Regions from separate parts of the Rattus norvegicus genome. Here region 2 is linked to region 1. Evidence: chromatin contacts called from public Hi-C data. All regions are on one chromosome and are shown on one strand. The core of a region is the stretch at or near the end of the contact, and the rest is flanking DNA. Distances in the headings are between cores, read along the strand shown.

Region 1 (5,847 bases), core at 2,099-4,598:
TTACATGAGGTGGTCTTGCGTGGCACAATCTGGACAGCAAATACGCAGTAAGTTAGCTGTACGACACATTAGCTCAAGATTAGAAGACAAACTGTTTCATAATTTTAATATATTTTAAGGATGAGGCAGACTATTAGTCATCAAATGCTTACTAATGTAACTACAATCAGAAAAGGCTAGGAGGAATAACTCAGTCTATCCTGAATGTCTGGGACCTGGAAACATCTCTTTTCTCCCAGGCGTCTCTTCCCTTCTCTAAGAAGGTAGATCAAACTCTCAAAAGTTATGAGACCTGGCCATGATATCCTCCAGCCCGGCAACCAACTGTGTCAGCTCAAATAGAGACCCTCACTTTCAGTGCCAACATTGCCTCCAAAACAAGAGTGGCTTTTCCAGCCCACCCACCTGAGGTTCACCCAGCGTGAGCTCTAAGCTTAGCTCTGCTGTCCACAGAAAGCTGACATGTAACAGACTTAAAAGGATCAAACATAAAGGTGTGAAACTGCCTAAGGTTATGCCTCACACGAAGGAAGTGCCTGATAAGTTACACTGTTTAATTAATGCTGTTACAAAAATAAGCTTTTGTGGAGTTAAAAGACTGAGTAAATAAAAGACTAGTTGTGGCTGAGCTTTGGTGAATATGCTTTCGCCAATCCAAAGTGTAATGAACTGCTTGTTCTAGTCACACCAGATCCTAGAAGGTAAAACCAAAAGTAGGAACTGGATCTTCCACATGGCCCTGTTTAGGAGCTCCACACCTCAACAACGCTCTGCATAGTCTATATCTCATCAAGGCCTGAACTGAGTCCCAGCAGTCCTCGTCCTCGTCCTAGTCCTCGGAGCTTGCCCAGGTCTTTCCCAGCTGCTGGCCATTGGCCCCGTGCTCTGCCCACACTATTTAATAGTGTTCTGCTAATCCTCTGTCTGCATCCATATAGAGATCTTGCTGTGCTCATCTGACAGTTCTCAGAGGAATGATACATGACAGTGTTGTTAGAAGCAGGGAGGGCTACCCAGCGGTGGCTAGCTGAGCTGGATGCCTTGGCCTGTGCTCCTCACGGTATGCATCACCTCATGTATGCTTCACCAAATGGGCGGGGCTTCTGCTCTTCCTTTCTGAGCTTTAGAGCTGTGAACGTTAGAAGAGGCTGAGCCTGAGTTCACTGCAATCTCGCTGACTTCACACCTTCCCACCCTTGTGTGCTTACTCGCAATCAGTTCCCACCTCTCTAAGCTTGATCCTGCTTCTAGGACCTGATGATTTTCTGCTTCCAAAGAAGTTAGTTGAGAACTAACTTAGCAGTTTGGGGAGGGACACCTAGGCTAATACCCACTTGCATCCCACCCCTGTGGATTAGATATAGTTCATGGCCACCACTTGCAGGAGAAATTCCAGATTCCAGTACCTACCCATGGAAAAATCCTCCACTATTTATACTGAGTGGGTAGAAAAAGAAGATTCCACTTTATTCACTATACATTTTTAAAATCTATTCACAAAGTCTAAATCAAAGGGTTAAAAAGGTCTGTATTTACTAATATTTTGCTTGACTCAATTTTCCCAATCTAAGATATCTTCCAAAAATGGAGTCATGATTCTTCCAATAAAGCTGTGACCCAAAGAATATTGCCCTCTCTTCGGTCTCAAAGCTGATTTGTGTCTCTGGGGGCAATATTTCCTCAGTAGTAATTGAAGTGCTGTATTTTCACCGAGAAGGTTACCACGTGTCCTCTTGCTTTCTCCCTAAAATCAGGCAGAAGGGCACTAATTCCTAACCGTGGGTGACAGCAGCAGCGGTTCTCTCTCCTGCACTTACTGCTCTCCACTCTGCAGAAGAGGATGCACAGGAGGCTCTGTCATCTGAGCTCCTTCTTCAGTGCAACTTTAAATGGGACATTTTTGGGCCCCTCATTAACACCTTTCAACCCAAACAAATTCACTGAGATTCCTAATACAACATTTTCCAATCAAATTTCTAACTATTCCTCCCTTTTGTATTGACTCTTGAGTGGGGGTGTTGACAGCACTCAAGTAAAACAGCAGAGTTTATATTCTTAGACGACTTGAGGGTTCCTATTTCAGATTGGAAGGAAAAGAGCTTTTAAAGCAGGAGCATAAGACTGTACCTCACTCTTTAAGAAGAGCTAGCAGCACTCTCCTTAGTTTATACTCATTTTTCATGTCCATGCAGATTTGAAACCAGGACAGAACAAACGAACACCAAAAGTTACGTTACATTGAATTATTCCTGGGTCGCCATGAGTCTGAATTGCCTGAAGTGGTTTTCTTGGGATAGCTCAGTATAATCAGGTAGAGGAATGTGGAAATTTAAGCAACTGTGTTCTCAAATATTTTTAAATCCCCAAATAAAATAACCATAATACTAAAGAGGAGTCACCTTTGCAGTAGTAGATTGTACTGATGGAAGAGGAAGGCGTGGCCCCTGTCAATCGAAGTTCTCAGCCTCACCATTGCCACCAGCCCTGGGGGAGGAGGGGGTCTTTCACTCCTTCACCTCTGGTTGCAAGAGCTGCACACTGCAGCTGTGGCTGTTCTAACGCTGGTGAGAAAATACACACAGGAGCAAAGAAGGCCGTATCTGTAGCTCACTTCCAGATTAAAAAGGACATTTCTATGTTTCCAAAGCCCATAGAGGGCTGCCCTTGGAGGCCAGCCCCTCACAGCTCTCCTCCTTATGATGGAGTTGCTGAGTCCAGACACTGTCCGCACCTTTGCGTGCAGCGTGACTGAAAGACATGTGGACTTTGGGATCAGACAGTGCGACTCAGGTTTGATTCTGGATAACCTTACACATTAAATAAAACAACCCTTGAGAAAGAAGCAATAAAAACACTGTAAGAAAAATGACTCGTGTTTCCAAGATGTCTAAAGCGATCACTCATCCCAACAAATGGTAATTCTTTCAAGACACAGTGGGCATGCACCACACTTATAAAACTCTGGAAGAAAAGCCTTGCATTTTTTTTAAAACTGTGTTAAAATATACCAAAAGAATGTTTCTGGTAGGCTGTTCCAGACAGTGTGTTTAAAAACAAAAACAAAATTAAAAAAATAAAAAAAGAAGTCACAGGGACACGCAAGACAGGGTGGATCGGCCAGTGGGGTCTTCCCTGCTCGCTGGCAGGCTCATCAGCTCGCTGACGTGACTCTGATTGTTTCCCACTTTCTGCCTCTGTTTGTTAGAGTGCAAAGATGTGAACAAAGTGGCATATTGCCCACTGGTGCTGAAGTTCAAGTTCTGCAGCCGCGCATACTTCAGACAGATGTGTTGTAAGACCTGCCAAGGACACTGACCCGCAGAGAGCCAGACAGTCCTGTCATTTCATCATGGAAACCCGTCCGTCAACGAGAGCCACCCAGAGGAAGCGGATGGATGTTCTTACAAAAGCATTACCCTGTGGAAAATGTAACCACTGGTCAGCCCCAGCTGACAGGATTTCAATATTATTTTAACTTCTGTGAAGTGGGATTTATTGATCCAAAGTGCTGGACACGGTATCAGGAGGGAGATCTGAGAGATCCAAACAACACAGGAAACTCACTTACTGTGGAACGTTTGTGTTCTTTCGAGTAAATCTAACAGCCTGTTTACCTCCTTGGACCATTAAGATAATTTTTATTATGGACTTAGCAATGACACTGAATCCATTTGTATTTAAGACTGTTTAAAATGTAGTTATTATGACTTGGTTAACTATGAAAGTAGAAGAGAGTCAGAATTCTTAAGTCATAGCTTAAAAATATTTACTACCCTTTATCGCACCACAATAGCACCAAACTTAAATTATAAAATGGGCTTTAAACTGTAATTTAAGAAACAACTATAAATCAAAAGTAATGAAAGTTTGTATTATTTTTCTCTGTCCCACTTACTTTCCTTAGGAGTAACCCCTGTTCTGAACACTGCTGTGAGCCCTGTATAAACTCCAGTAACAGTGAGGGCTTGGCTTGAAGCCGCGCAGCCATTGCTGCAGCTGCGCATGTCTATAAACTCAGTGGCCAGCTTGCCGTCGTGCAAGTGAAGCTGAGATTTCCATTAAAACTTTAAGAGAGAAACATTTCAATTTCATGCAGAAGCCAGACCTAGGCTATGGCAGAGACTGAAGCACCATGCCCTTTGCAGCCATCACGTGGGGTGCCGTACTCGAGTCACCCGGACTCCTTAGTGTTTACATCCCCACCAGCCACAGATCAGCTTCTGCCCTACTGGGCTGTTGCATGCATGGTAAGCTCATGGCGACAATGCCATGGGAAAGATAAGCTCGCTCAGTAACAGCCACTTGCTGACAGCACGATGGGTTCCAGATGTCCCTTCTTTGATATGGTAGAAGGGCATTTATTTATATGAGAGCAAGTGTATACGTGTGTGTATGTGTGTGTGTGTGCAGACACTCCTGAGTGGGGGAAACAGGTGAGTTTGCTTGCATATAAATGTGCTGTTTCTGTGAGTTTTAAAGTCGGGGAGGATAACAACCAAAGAAGAAAAGCTCCACGAAGAGAGATCACAATATAAATTTAAAAGTCACTTGACCACATCATTTTTACAGATAGTCTCAATGGCAATTAAATGTGAAACCCAGTTTCCTGGGCGTGTCAGGTTCTAAAAATCACACTTTACTGAACTGAAATGACTAGCCTGGGTCTTCCCATCTCCAAGCTTCACAAGTTGCCATCAAAAGATTCGACAAGTAGATTTTTAAGGGTACTTGCTTACGCTAATACTTCGTACTTGAACATTTGTAATTTGTAGTAGGTTGTTGGTGAATGTGCTTTCTGTCGAGCACACCTCCTTAGTCCTTCACATGTGTGCCCCATACACACAGCATCGTCTAAAACAAACTAAACACCTACATGGTAACAAAGAGAATATTTTCATTTAAGAGCATGTCTCACTTATCTACCACTGTGCTCTGAAGATAGATTTTGGTGTGTCACCTATGTGGTGACCTTAGAAAGGCTGTCACCAAAGGCCTCCTCGGCTTCTTACTTGCTATGTACAGTTGGCCTGGATGCTAGCCCACAGTCCAGTGTGACCAGCCATATCTCATTCCCTGCTTCTTCCTCAGTATCATCCCCACGTTTTCCAGAGGAGGCCAACACCTCCATATAACTGCCCTGAGAAGACCAGCCTGAGTGCCATCACCGCCATTCCAGTAAAGTAAGGCAACACATGGGAGCCTGGCCCAGACTTGAATTCCCTTGGTCCTTTTCAAAGGACAGTTAACTTGGTGCTAATGTGCCTGGTAAAATATAGGAAGACTGGCGATCGCCGAGGCAGTTTACACATAGGCTTGCTATCCAGATCTGATATTTTTTAATCAACTTTAATACTAACTCATGCTTATATTCCAAGAAGATTTCCTACAGTACTTGTAGAAAGCTGTATTTACCTCACTTGGAAGCTAACACCGCAAGGGCTGACTCCCAGGTACTGTGCTTAGCTAGGATAAGAGATCAGCCTGAGCTCTCCACAGGAAGTGCATTGGCATTGCTGACAGGCTACTGCCAGGGGCAGCACAGCCTTCCTTCTGTGGGGGAAGCAAAGCATGGGTATAACAGGATTCAACATTCTCAAGGAGACCCTGAACTTAATCCTGAGCAGGTTACACAGAGCAGAGAGCATCTTCCATAGCACAGCACACCACCACTGCTACTGCAGCCATCTCTGTCCTACAAGGTGGCAGGGATCAGCAGCGGAGGCCGGGCTGCCTTGGCAAGCACTCCAAGTGTTATGAGCTGTATTGACTACTTAGGGTACCAGGGTACCCATGGTTAGGAGCAGTGTCTGCCACTGGCATAAAGGCCTCCCAAAAAAAGGAATGTTA
Region 2 (5,780 bases), core at 1,770-4,269, 320 kb after region 1:
GTGTTTGTGTGTGTGTGTTTGTGTGTGTGCGCGCGCACAGTATTTGAGTGTTTTGGCCTGTGTGGATGGTCAGAAGTTAATGTCCCGATGTCTTACTCAATTGCTTCCCATCTTATTTTTCGAAATGCGTTTTTGACTGAACCTGTGCTCACTGCTAGAAAAAAAAAAATCCTGTGCCAAGCTGTCTTTAGCTAGACACATCTGACTGGGTCCTACTCCCCAGGCTCTGGAGAGGTGGAACAGAGCATTACAGCCTGGGCCCTGGCTGTGCTGCCATACAGCCATGGACAAAAGTCAAGGCACTTTGCCTTTTAGAAATCAAGTGTTTTGGGATTCTTTGTTTCATTTGTAAAACCAAGGATAATACCACAAAGTATACCTTGTAGCTTTGTTGTGGAGGAAAAAAACTTGGCAAAGTGCCTAGTTATACTGAAAAGGTACAATAAGTATTTGGTTTCTGGTTTGTGGGAAACCAGAACAACTCCTTGGCTACAGAAACTATAAATATACTCAATGAATATGCAAAATCCAAGAGATACCCCAAGAGTAGTAAAAATCTCAAGAGTTGGGTGTTGAGGGAGAGAAGACAGGCCTAGACAGAATCACAAGACATAATCTCCCGCAGGCCCTTGTACAATGTTCTGTGCTCTGTGACTTGCTGGTAGCCCTTGTCATCTTCCTTACTCCAAATGTGCTGGCATGTTTAGTCAACAGGTGGATTCATAATGAGCCGCTGGGGATGACAAGAAAGCAACCAGTGTCGGAAACTCTTCAGTGGGACTACATATCCCAGGGTAGAGAATACTTCATCAAATGCTGAATGACTTAAAGAATGTTTTGCAATAAAATTTCAATAATACATTTCAGATGTATAAGTCTGTTCCCCATAAACAACAGATGGTGCAAGATCAGTAGATTGCAACTCTAGTGGGTAATATGAATAAATATATTCTATAGACATGCAAATGCCTCTTGTCTGTTTTGACAGGATGCCCTTCCCACAATGTCCATTTCACAGCTTCCTGTCTGTCTTATGGAAAGTAATTGTAAAAACAGAGCTGTCGCATTTCTGCAGGATTTGCTTGGATTCAAATATAAGGGGCCAGAGTGTGGTTTGAAGGTGACCCCTTGCATATGGACTAACCAAGACTCAGTGAACTGACCTGGCACATTTAAAGTAGTATATTATTTCAAATAGCTCAAGGAACAGTTTTGTTGAGAATACCCAAAATTCCTGCAATAAAGATCCAAACAGAATGAAAAAGGAAACCTGCCAGAAATATTAAAGTATGAGATGGTTTATATTACAACCAATACTAATCCAGAATTTTAACCATAACAGGTAAAGGCAGTAAAATAAACCATCTAGTGCGGCATTACTCTAAAGAGTTGAGCTTTATGCACAAGTTAGTATTTGAATAGTGGCTCTAAAGATTCCTCATCTTACTACAACTAGGATGGCATGTATGAAACCTGTAGTATTTGTCACTGTCTAGCCCAGGCTACCTCAAACTCATGAGTTTCCAACCTCACCCTCTTGAATGCAGGGCTGCAGGCATGGGCCACACCTCTGGCCCTCTTTTGCTTTTCCTAATTTGGTGTATTTTGTGAATATACATCACTTACTCACTGCCTGTGACACTTCACACGCATGTACAATAAAGCATATGCCATACTGTCTACAATTCTTGAACTTTCAGGACTTGTGTTTGCTGAGAACAGAACATTCTGAAGCTGGATCGTGAGACCTTAAGTGTGGGAGGTCCACACTGAAGTTTCGTGTAGCTGGTGAGGTGACTGATGACAGAAGCAAGAGCATGAGTGTGTGAGGGAGGACCAAGTGAGCAAACTCTTTTACCAGCATCCAATGCTAAGATAGATACCTAACCCATCCTTGAATAATCACACTAATTAGTGTGACTGTCCTCGGGCCCTAACGATCTCTAATCGTTAAGAGCCCATCTCTAATACTGCTACAAGTGAACTCTGGAGAAGCATCCAAACAACACCAATTAGAGAGTGAGCTTCTGCAGACAGAAAACATTTCTCCTGTATCTTTATGTTTCATAACAGCTCTTACATATGCAGATATTATTAAAAGCAGGACCGAGTTAGACCTTCATATCTGCGTCCAACCAAAATGTTTGCTGAAAACACATTTAGACCACTATTACTTCAGACCAAAGAAATAATTACAAGTCTTATATGTAGACTAATTATCCAGAATTTAAGCCAGGTATTTCTGTTTCTTTCCCTCTTTCCACTCCCTGCCTCATTCCACAGCACTAGGGTAAGAGGAGGAAGCGCCCTCCGACTGCTCGGTTCCATCCTGGCCTGTAAGGTACTGAGATCATGGTGGGGACATCTGGAAGCCACACTTCAGGAGCTCTAAGTTTACTTGCTAGAATGCACACGTGATTTGAGCTTTTAAATTTTACTATGCTTTAAAAATTATATTGTCATTTTTTTAATGTGTTACCTTTATTTTTTGAAATGTAATTACCAGGTTACCTTTTTTAATTTGTAAAGGAAAGAAAACCACTTATATACCATGGAAAACTTAACTTTCTAAGTGTGATTTCAATCAAAAGTAGCCCATCTCTCTGATATGTGTATCTATTCACACAACCTTAAAGTCTGCGGAACATTTTCCTGAGAGGGCTAGAATTCCTACAGGGGAAATCACTCAAACTTCCACGAGACATCCTAGTCAAACATTGTAAACTCAACAGAGGAATATGAAAGGGACTAAATTTAGTGTTAGCTTATTTTTCATCCAGCCCTCAGGAGTTATGAATATATCACTTTTGACTTTATGTTAATATGTTTCATAATTTAAAGCTTAACCAATTCATAAGGTCTTCTTCCTCAACTTTAATACTTGTGTCTTACTACTTGGTACTGCTCCTGCAGAACAGAAACTACACCGTGAAAGGCAGTGATTTCGTATGACTGCAATCGTTACAACAAATGGTATCTGACTGGTCTCTCCCTCCATCTGATGCTAATGTTTAACTAGCTATTTTGAATCAGTACACGGATGCAGGAAATAAAAAGCAGGGCAGGAAACTCAATTGGCTTTTACATGACTAACTTGTAGCCACTGAGTGCCACCTACAGGCAAACACAACTCATTACATTAAGCTTTAGGCTAAAACTTTCCACTTCCAGAGATACTCAACCAGCTTGGGTTGACAGGAGGGAAAGTGAACATTTTAAGCCTTTATCCAGCCTTGGGCACACATGAGGAGAAATGGGGTTTAAGTTTTTATGAGCCTATACCAAGAATTCTGACGAGCTCATTTCATCATAGAGCCTCTTCAGAGATGGGAGGGAGTGAAGGGCATGGACAGAACCTTTGAGTGAAGAGAGAAGTAGTTAGAAATAAATGTTTGCTTCATATTTCTAGGAACATTTATCAATTACTTTACAGAAAAGATTAAAATCAACTAATATTCATAATGCTTATATTTATTCAAAACTTAATAATAAACATTTGTTTTAAATGACCTCTACAAATACAGAAGTCAGAGGACAACTTTTGGGCATCAGTTTTCTCCTTCTGCCATGTGAAGTTCTTACCTTAAATTTAAAAGCACTTTTAGAGAATTAATTTTCCTAAATTTACTTTCCTTAGAGGGCTTACAAGTACTTCAATAAAGGTTTTATTCCTAATACTGTGAATGTACAAAGTACTCATAAACGTAGTGATTTAGGATTTAAAGTGTGCTAACAGTATGTCAAAAGTAAACTTTCACTAGACATTGTCTAGGATGCAAGTATCTAAGAAGTCACATAAGAACTAGGCCTCAGACGACAGGACAGACATGCCTCTGACTCACACTTCTCCCCTTAAGAGTCCAGAACCCCTTTAGGTAGCCACCACCTCTCACGCTCAGACACTGATAAATGTCTGTTAGTCTCCTCTCCTCTCTCCTTACCAAATATTAGTGGCTCTCCAATGTCCGATCCTGCATGCCTAAACCCCAAGATGATGCTGTGTGGTGACTAAGCTTTGGGGAGGTAACGTAGGCTCGAAGATGAAATCAGCACAAAGCAAACTGGTTAGCACTCTGCCTTTGACTGTACCGTCTACAAACCATGACCAGCAGGGTCTGTTAAACTGGTTAGCACTCTGCCTTTGACTGTACCGTCTACAAACCATGACCAGCAGGGTCTGTTAAACTGGTTAGCACTCTGCCTTTGGCTGTACCGTCTACAAACCACGACCAGCAGTGTCTGTTTAAGTCAGAGCTTTCACCAGTCTCTTTAGCTGCCACAGACTACCATCTGTCAACCAGTCTCCTCATTAACTATAGTCTCAGTTCATTATTCACCATCAAGATCATATCCTACACTAGCCACTCATGTCATGTTTGCGCAACATGACCACACCACAAATGACAATTCTTGAAAGACAACCCTGTATGGTAAGGATGAACACAATATTGAAAAATGTAATGTTTGGTATTTTCATATGAAACAAACCAATTTTAGTCACTTATGAGAAGTGTATTAAAAATAAGCCTTAATTAGATCTTATAGAAAATTTAATTGTATTAAATTATAACTTATGTTAGTTACATGTTATATATGTATTTTAAATTGTACTGAATCCAACAAGATAGAGTTCAGAATTTAAGAAATACCCACACATACATACTTAGATATACGCACAATTAAACAAACAACAAATTAGTATTAGTTTTGCCTACTAAATTATCTAAAAAGAAAGAAGAAAAAGTTGCAGTATAAGCTTAATCTAAAAGAAAATAACAATAAAAACTCCTTTAATCCATAAAAACCTTTAAATAGTACGTGGTTAAAGAACAGGGGGATAGAAACTATCAATCAGTGATTATTTGAATTTCAGGGATATCTGCTGCAAAGCAGAGGAATAAAATAATTTCTAAGTTCCATTTCTGAACACAAAAATTTTATCAGTAGAAATTTCTAGGGCTCACTTTTAATTTTGGTTAAACAAAGCAAATATTGAGGGGCCTCTGCAATGCAAATGCCTCAACACTTAAGCTTCCCACACAAGGCTGGGAAACACACATGAACTTATTTATTTACTTCCATTGTATTGCATAGGTCCACTGAAGAAAAGACATCCCATGACTCTGTAATGCAGTGATATTTAAGATGTATACCCTAGATTTGTAATGAAGAGTCATATAGGAAGGGAGGGAGGTTTCAAACTGAGTCAAATTTCAAAAAAGCAAAATGTCAAGTCACAAAATCCAACAAACAACACCAGACAGAACTTCCTGCTTTACTGAAACTTATTTCACAATACCAATGACCAAGCAGGTGTGTGGTTTTTAGTCAATCAGACTTGAAAAGGCATCTAAGAACAGTTTCAACCCACTTTATTCACCATTTGGAGAAATTTTACTCACCAAAATTTTTGAGGCTGTCTCTCTTATATAAGTCATTTAATGTTCTCATTGGTATTAGTTAATACGATTTTGTACATGCAGCTAATGTACTGTTTACTGTACATTAAATTTACTTTGATTCTGGTCTCATTTAGGCCACGAAGAGGCTGGTTTTCACAAGTGGAGCAGTTAAGAAACACTAGGCAATGGGAGCTTACAGTTCAGTGAATAGAGTACTCGGTCCCCTGAAGAGAGGCGTCAAGTGGAGGGCACGGATGCCCAGAACATCACGCCTGACTCACCTTCGGCTTGCGGGCTTCTTCTCCCCATCTCCGGCTGACTTCACATTGGCACTTGCATCTTTCTTCAACCGTTTTGCGATTCTTTCTCTCATCAGGT

Evidence for each region. Hi-C and Micro-C count contacts between places; a contact is called where the count stands out from the background.
Region 2: a contact with region 1 is called in a Hi-C map of hepatocytes, with 2.0 times the contacts expected there. The contact joins two enhancer-like sites. A contact is called at or near these places in 4 of 12 Hi-C or Micro-C datasets (the A7r5 cell line, hepatocytes, kidney and 1 more).

Annotation. Positions count from the first base shown.
Region 1 is chr2:37,360,838-37,366,684 of GRCr8, forward strand. It overlaps Adamts6 (ADAM metallopeptidase with thrombospondin type 1 motif, 6), which reads left to right. Exons shown (of 24, transcript NM_001108544.2): 24 at 3,206-5,847. The coding sequence ends at 3,315. Among named protein-coding and RNA genes, the nearest start is that of Adamts6, 210 kb to the left of the region's middle. Within about 2 kb of position 3,349, at least 3 of the 93 cell types and tissues checked have an H3K27ac peak or open chromatin away from gene starts, as enhancers often do. A contact at or near this core is called in hepatocytes, where this site is marked.
Region 2 is chr2:37,676,877-37,682,656 of GRCr8, forward strand. It overlaps Cwc27 (CWC27 spliceosome associated cyclophilin), which reads right to left. Exons shown (of 14, transcript NM_001013199.1): 10 at 5,684-5,780. Among named protein-coding and RNA genes, the nearest start is that of Cwc27, 30 kb to the right of the region's middle. Within about 2 kb of position 3,020, at least 7 of the 93 cell types and tissues checked have an H3K27ac peak or open chromatin away from gene starts, as enhancers often do. A contact at or near this core is called in hepatocytes, where this site is marked.